Regions from separate parts of the Zea mays genome. Here region 1 is linked to region 2. The links are chromatin contacts, called in public Hi-C maps. All regions are on one chromosome and are shown on one strand. The core of a region is the stretch at or near the end of the contact, and the rest is flanking DNA. Distances in the headings are between cores, read along the strand shown.

Evidence for each region. Hi-C and Micro-C count contacts between places; a contact is called where the count stands out from the background.
Region 1: a contact with region 2 is called in a Hi-C map of leaf, with 4 times the contacts expected there. The contact joins two enhancer-like sites. A contact is called at or near these places in 7 of 25 Hi-C or Micro-C datasets (bundle sheath, ear, leaf and 2 more).

What each region holds. Positions count from the first base shown.
Region 1 is chr4:219,404,255-219,407,430 of Zm-B73-REFERENCE-NAM-5.0, forward strand. No RefSeq gene overlaps it. Among protein-coding and RNA genes, the nearest start is that of LOC118477088, 130 kb to the right of the region's middle. Within about 2 kb of position 1,402, at least 17 of the 20 cell types and tissues checked have an H3K27ac peak or open chromatin away from gene starts, as enhancers often do. A contact at or near this core is called in bundle sheath, ear, leaf and 2 more, where this site is marked.
Region 2 is chr4:219,153,758-219,156,743 of Zm-B73-REFERENCE-NAM-5.0, forward strand. No RefSeq gene overlaps it. Among protein-coding and RNA genes, the nearest start is that of LOC100383181, 8.8 kb to the left of the region's middle. Within about 2 kb of position 1,379, at least 17 of the 20 cell types and tissues checked have an H3K27ac peak or open chromatin away from gene starts, as enhancers often do. A contact at or near this core is called in bundle sheath, ear, leaf and 2 more, where this site is marked.

The sequences.
Region 1 (3,176 bases), core at 152-2,651, 250 kb after region 2:
AATGCGGAATTATGATGAGCCAATGTGGTTCGAGCAACATTTTGACAGCATAACCCTGTTGTTGTCCACCTGCACGCCCGAATATGGTGCAGCGAAGAATAGTGTAGATGGCGCCATCCAAATTTTGTTCGAATCATATAGCTTGTCATTAGTATCATAATATATCGGTCACTTGGAGGCTATCCAAATAAGGGACAACTCTGGACCGACAAATCTCACGTGTATGACGCACGTGAGACGTGTCGATCTGAAAAGGATGATGCATAGTTTTTGTTAATGTACCAACATAATATTAAAAATTATATAATTCTTTGCAGGACCAAGTCGCATATATTTTTCATTGACGGATGGAGTGCCCAAGTGAGCAAAGACAGATGGGTATGGGCGGGAATACATTATCAATACTAGGCGCGTGGAGACGAAAGGGCATGAGTGGGCATGCGGGGGTTGGGCTATGGGTGGTTAAGGAGCAATAGAAGGCGTCTGGGACGCCGAGAGGCGGGGCACGGATATGGGGCAGCGAAGCGAGGTGGAAGGACGGTGGCTAGCGGACGCAAGCTTGGAGGAGACGGGCGCAAGCGCGAGAAAGAAAGAGCGCCAAGGAAAGAAAGATGCTTAATTTATAGCTTTTATTTTCGGTGGTTGGCAACTGGCTGTCGAAATTAAAGTTTTTTAACGGTCTTGGAAAGGCTGCCGAAAATTATTTTAGCCACCAAATGTTTATCGATAACATGAAGAAGATTAATGGTGTGTGCCTGTAGCAAACTAGCGATTATATCTCTGTCTAGCAGGAGTGTAATTCTAAAACAGTAGCAGCGTAAATTTAACTAATTAGAAATAAAAAACATATAAATATATATTAAATAAGTATCGTCAGATTTATCATGAAATGTAAGTTTAAAATAAATTAACTTAAAATAAAACCATGAATATAATTTACTAAAAAACTTAATCATATATGTAATATTTGAACTGTTATTTGACTTATATAACTGGGATTCTTTTCGGTACCGAAGAAGCTGAGACATGGGAACGCAATTGCACGTGAACGAGCGAAGGCCGCAGCGGGCTGGAAAGGCAGGAGGGGCGAGAGAGAAAAAAAAAATCAGGCAAAAAACCCGGCGTGCACGCCCTCCATCCACGGCCGCACGCATGCGGTGGGAACGGCGACACGTCGCCCCGATCCCGCCTTGCACCTGCCCCCGCGCTGACTGGCACTAGGGCCCCACCGGTCATAGCAGGCGGCACCTGCCCGGTCGCTTTTGGCGGTGGTGGGCTTTTGTTTGCCCCACGTGCCAACCACCCTGACGGAGCCGCGCACCCGCCCGGGCCCCCGCCCATTTACGCCGTTCACACGGCTGGGTGGAGCCACGTGTCGACGGGGGAGGGAGCAGGTGTGCTCGCGAGCCCGTGCGCAGCAGCTGCGCCGGCCGCAGAGGATCCTGAGTGATTCGGTGGGGCGGGGCCTCCCCCCACCCCCACCAGTCGCAGTCGCGGGCCCTTCCGCGTCGGCCGGGGAAAAGGTCAAGGGGCCACCCAACGGGCGCTCGGCCGAATTTTTTGTATTTTAGCCCTTAAATCGAAGTAAAATCACGTTTAGACCTAAAAAAATTTTAAACTCAGTTTTGGACCCTTAGCTCGGCGCCACAGCCTGTGGCGCCGAGCTAACACAGCTCGGCGCCACAGGCTGTGGCGCCGAGCTATGACGTGGCCAAGGCTGGCAGCGCTGACGTGGCCGTCCGCGTGGCGCCTAGCTCGGCGCCACAGATCTTGGCGCCGAGCTAGGACTTAAGCTCGGGGTCTCCATTTCTTCTCTGTTTCTTCTCTGTTTGCCCGTTAGCCGCCGGTCGCCATTGTCGCCGCTAGCCAACGCCGCGCTCGTCGTCCGCAAGCCACCGCCACCATACCGGGCGCGGCCGCCGCGCGCGCCTGCGCGCCCTGTTCCGGCCGCCCGCGCACGCCCTGTCCCGGCCGCGCGCGCGCCCTGTCCCGGCCACCGAGCTCCGGCCACCGCGCAGCGAGCTCAGCGACCGCGCTCGCCGTTCCCTGTCGCGCTCGCCGTTCCCCGCCGCGCAGAACTCAGAAGGTATTCCCCACCGCGCTCGCCGTTTCATTAAATCTTGACTCCTCAGATCAACTTAAATTGAGTAGTCTGATTAACCATAGCATCATGTGTGCATCACGACAGAAAAGGTTTCTAAAAGATTAAACAAGTACTTTTGTCCCCAAAACATAAGCAGGCAGATAAATAGTTATGCTGAGCAGTTTCCTTCTTATACTTGTCTCTTACATACTGGCATAGCTCTAAAAACACTTATAAATGACTGATACATGAAGTTGGTTGTTGACATTTTAGATTATTACTAAGCGTATGGCCTAGTACATAGTATTAAAGTCAACTAACCAATTTAGCATTGATTTACTTGTGCTTATCTTTCATGTACCTGTACAAAGCATGAGTTTCACTTTTGTCCAGGAGAGCTGGATGATCACATAGAGAGAGAACCTGAAAAACCAACATGAGCTAGTAAGCAACCATGGACATCCCACCGGTAGTTGCACCGAATAACCAAAATATAAGAATCAGAAACTCACTTCTCTGAAATAGGTAACTGGTTGTTGCCCAAGTAGTTGCCGAGATCGAAACTTTCAAACGCCCCGCTATTCGATCACAGATCAGAGCAACCCAAACAAGCTAAACAGAGGAATCAGACTTAAGCTCGGGGCATGTTCTTTAAGTTATTTAACATATAGTTAGTGTTTAGTAAATTGTTAGTGATTATATAGTTTTCATTTTGTTTAGCACATTAATATTACATGTTCAACATATTGTTTGTTATGTAGATATCGTGCACTTTTGTGTGTTGGCAACCATCGTGTTGTCGTTTATTTGCAGGTTCTATAAACATCACTTTATAGGGGAGGTGCTGTCAAATTTTGTATTGACAATAGTTTTTTTTGTACGTAGGTGTTCTTCCGACTTGACCTTCTCCACCGTTAGCTGGACTCGTACGCGATCTCAGGTATACATTGTTTTCTTACATTATTCATAGATTATGTAATTTCGTTTGATTTGGTCATTTAATATTTACTATATAGTTATTAGTTAGTATATATTTATTACTTAGTAAGTTTGTAGGCTTAAGTATATAGCCATTATTGAGTTAGTAATCCAT
Region 2 (2,986 bases), core at 129-2,628:
CATAGTCGACAGAGTGGCCTTCTATGGGATTTGTGGTGGAGCAGGTAGCAGAGGCCAAGGTCGGGCGAGGCGGAAATGGTATTTGAGGTCAAGCTCAGTGTCGGGCGAGGTGGATCTTGCGCCCGAGGATCGGTCTGCCCTTCTGTCGTATTGGATGCCACGTCATGGGATGGCAGGCGGCGTGCGCGCACAGTGGCGCATGCGTAATCATGTTGTTGGCCTTGGACATGACCGCAGTCTTGTTGTCGCTGTGCACCTGTAGCGTCGTGTAGGGTAGGTATGTGCATTGAATGCGGGTGTCCCCTGTTGGCCCTCGGACACGCCTTGTCTTTGTCGCCTAAGACGAGTTCAGGCGAGGCGGATTTTGCGGTCCTAGGGTGAGGTATCCTAGGGCTAGGCGGAGATGGGGGACCTGAGGCGTGAGAGGCTCGGGTGAGGCGGAGATCTGCCCGAACATGTTGCTTACTCGGGATCGAACTTGGGCGAGTTGGAGACTTTGAAGGACCCTCCGGGAGGGGGCTCGGTCGAGACGGTGCCTCTTTGGGGAAGACCCCTGATGAGGACCTTAGGCGAGGCGCGGATCTGGTTCCTTGCTCTCGGGGGACATGTCTGGGCAGAGAGAACTTTCCGAGCGTGTTTTGAGGGTTTAATCTGGACACCCCTAATAATCACACCCGACACTATCAAAAACCTTTAATGGTCAAACTGGGACTTTTCTCTTCATATATCTTAGGTTGCCCACGAGTCTAAATAAACCGACTCTTGAGGCGTTTTCTCCAGCGGATTGAACGACGTCTGTCGTCAACCTCAATATACCGATCTTCAGCTGGCAGGCTATAGATGGTCAATGCAATTTTCTCATCACTACCCACCTTTTATATGTACACCCTCAAGCTCCCCAGCTCGGTGTTCAAATAAATTGAAAAATTTAGAAAATATTTTTTATGGAGGGGAGCTGATTTGCATGTAAAGGAAACCACCACAAGCAAGCCTGGCAGATTGCTTGTTGACCAAAAAAAGCATGAAGGAATGGGAGTTCTCAATCTCACCACGCAGAATGAAGCATTACTACTGAAAAATCTTGACAAGTTCTGTAGCTTTTTCATCTTCGCGTGGTTGTTTGCCAAAGGCGACCCTTGTTCATTACTACTACAAATAACAACCGGTACCACTGTAAAGGATGAAAACGATGCGTCGTGTTTTTTTTTGGTAAGACTTAGTGCTAGGTAGAGAGAGGTGAGCATTTGTTGAATAAAAAAAGAAAACGGAAAGGAAAGAAAAGAAGAGAAATACTGAGGCGGGCCGGGGCAGGCCCTGGCTGGGTTTCCAACTTTTTGATGCCAACGATTGCATACTCGTTCAGACTGCTGGGCAGCGTTGGGTGTTGATGTGTGTACTGTAGCTGCACCTGCACTATGAAATAGTACATACGTACGTACTCCCTCGATGATCTGAAAGTATCGTGTGTGTGTGTGTGTCGTATTTTGTAGAGTTAAATATTTTTTAAACTTGACTAGATTTTTAGAAGGAAAACAAAACAATATTAATATCTGCACACGTTTAAATAGGTTTACTATAAAAGTTATAAATATCCTCTGAGATGTGCATTTATGCACAGCGATGGCAGTTGCCGTCGGTTTGCTGCCGCCCACACGACACGACGCCCCATGTCACTGTGTCTGCACGGCATACATACACCAGAGTACGTGGCAGGGGCATGCCATGCCGCATGCATGGCCGGCCCTGCGCCCTCGCGTGCGCGTAGGGCACTGTTGCTGCTACTACTACGACCCCTGCATCGCACTGCATTGTCCTGTCCCATTCGACTCGATCGAGTGCTGCTGCGCAAATGGTGATGCTGCCGTTTGTTCTAGGCTCTACCTACTGATGAATGTGGTGGACCGTGATGATTGGTGAGCCATGCATGGCCTCGAGAGAATAATGGAGCGATCGGAATGTCCCGTGTGGCTGGCCGTTTGGCTCACTGGGTACAATACAGGTACAGACCATGCACTGATGGGGCTCAGTGAATGCAGTGGGAACCAAACCGATGAGAAGCGAGCCCTACCCTACACTTCCTACTGTGTTAGGCATGGGCCTTGTGTGCTCCCCCGCCCCGCCCCACCCCTGTGGGTATCTCGTTCTCTCGTCCACAGCCTGTGGGCCTTTTTTTCTCTCGTCACTAGCCACCGAGCAGCGAGCACTGCCCCATGCCAGGGGTGCTGCCGTCCCTGTCCCGTTTGAGTGAGTACTCTAGCATTTAAGTAGTTTAAAAGGATTGAAGAGTATATAAATCCTTAATAGATTAAAAACTCTCACAATGTAGATTTAAGGTTAAACTAGGACGAGGTGGGGTAATATCATCCCTCGATTTTTTAGGATCATGTTGTCACAAAAAATTACTCTGGTATTTACCTCGTCACTATGTGACTCTAATCTAAACATTATAGAAATTATGGCCGCCTTCTTTCATTCCTTCTTATACATTCAACTAAACACATATTAATCCACTTCAATCACTCTCATTTCTAGGGTACTTAAGGTGCTGGTGATACACCGTGGTCCAATTTTTAGCAAAAAAAAAGTGTAGTTATTCTTCCTACTCTCTTCGTTTCACATCGCAAGTATTTCTTACCTTTTTTTCTAAAAGAGATAAACAGCGAACCGACGAAGTACAAAAATCAAAACATGCCCCAGTTGCTCGCAGTCATTATACTTGACATATTTTGGGCCAGATAAGCATACAAACACGTTTTAGCAATTAGACGCACGGCGTTGCTGCACGTAAAAGCTCTCTTCGTTTCCAGCTTTTCGTTTTGTTACAAAACAAAAAAAAAGGGGAAAAAATGTCCAAAATCAGGAAGACAAACGCACGAGACAGGACGGACAGGTGATTTTCATGGAGACGTGAGGAGATCCAAGACGAGCCAATCCAAACAAAAAAACAAAAAAAATGTGCGGAATAACCGTACCAGTCGGTAGTATA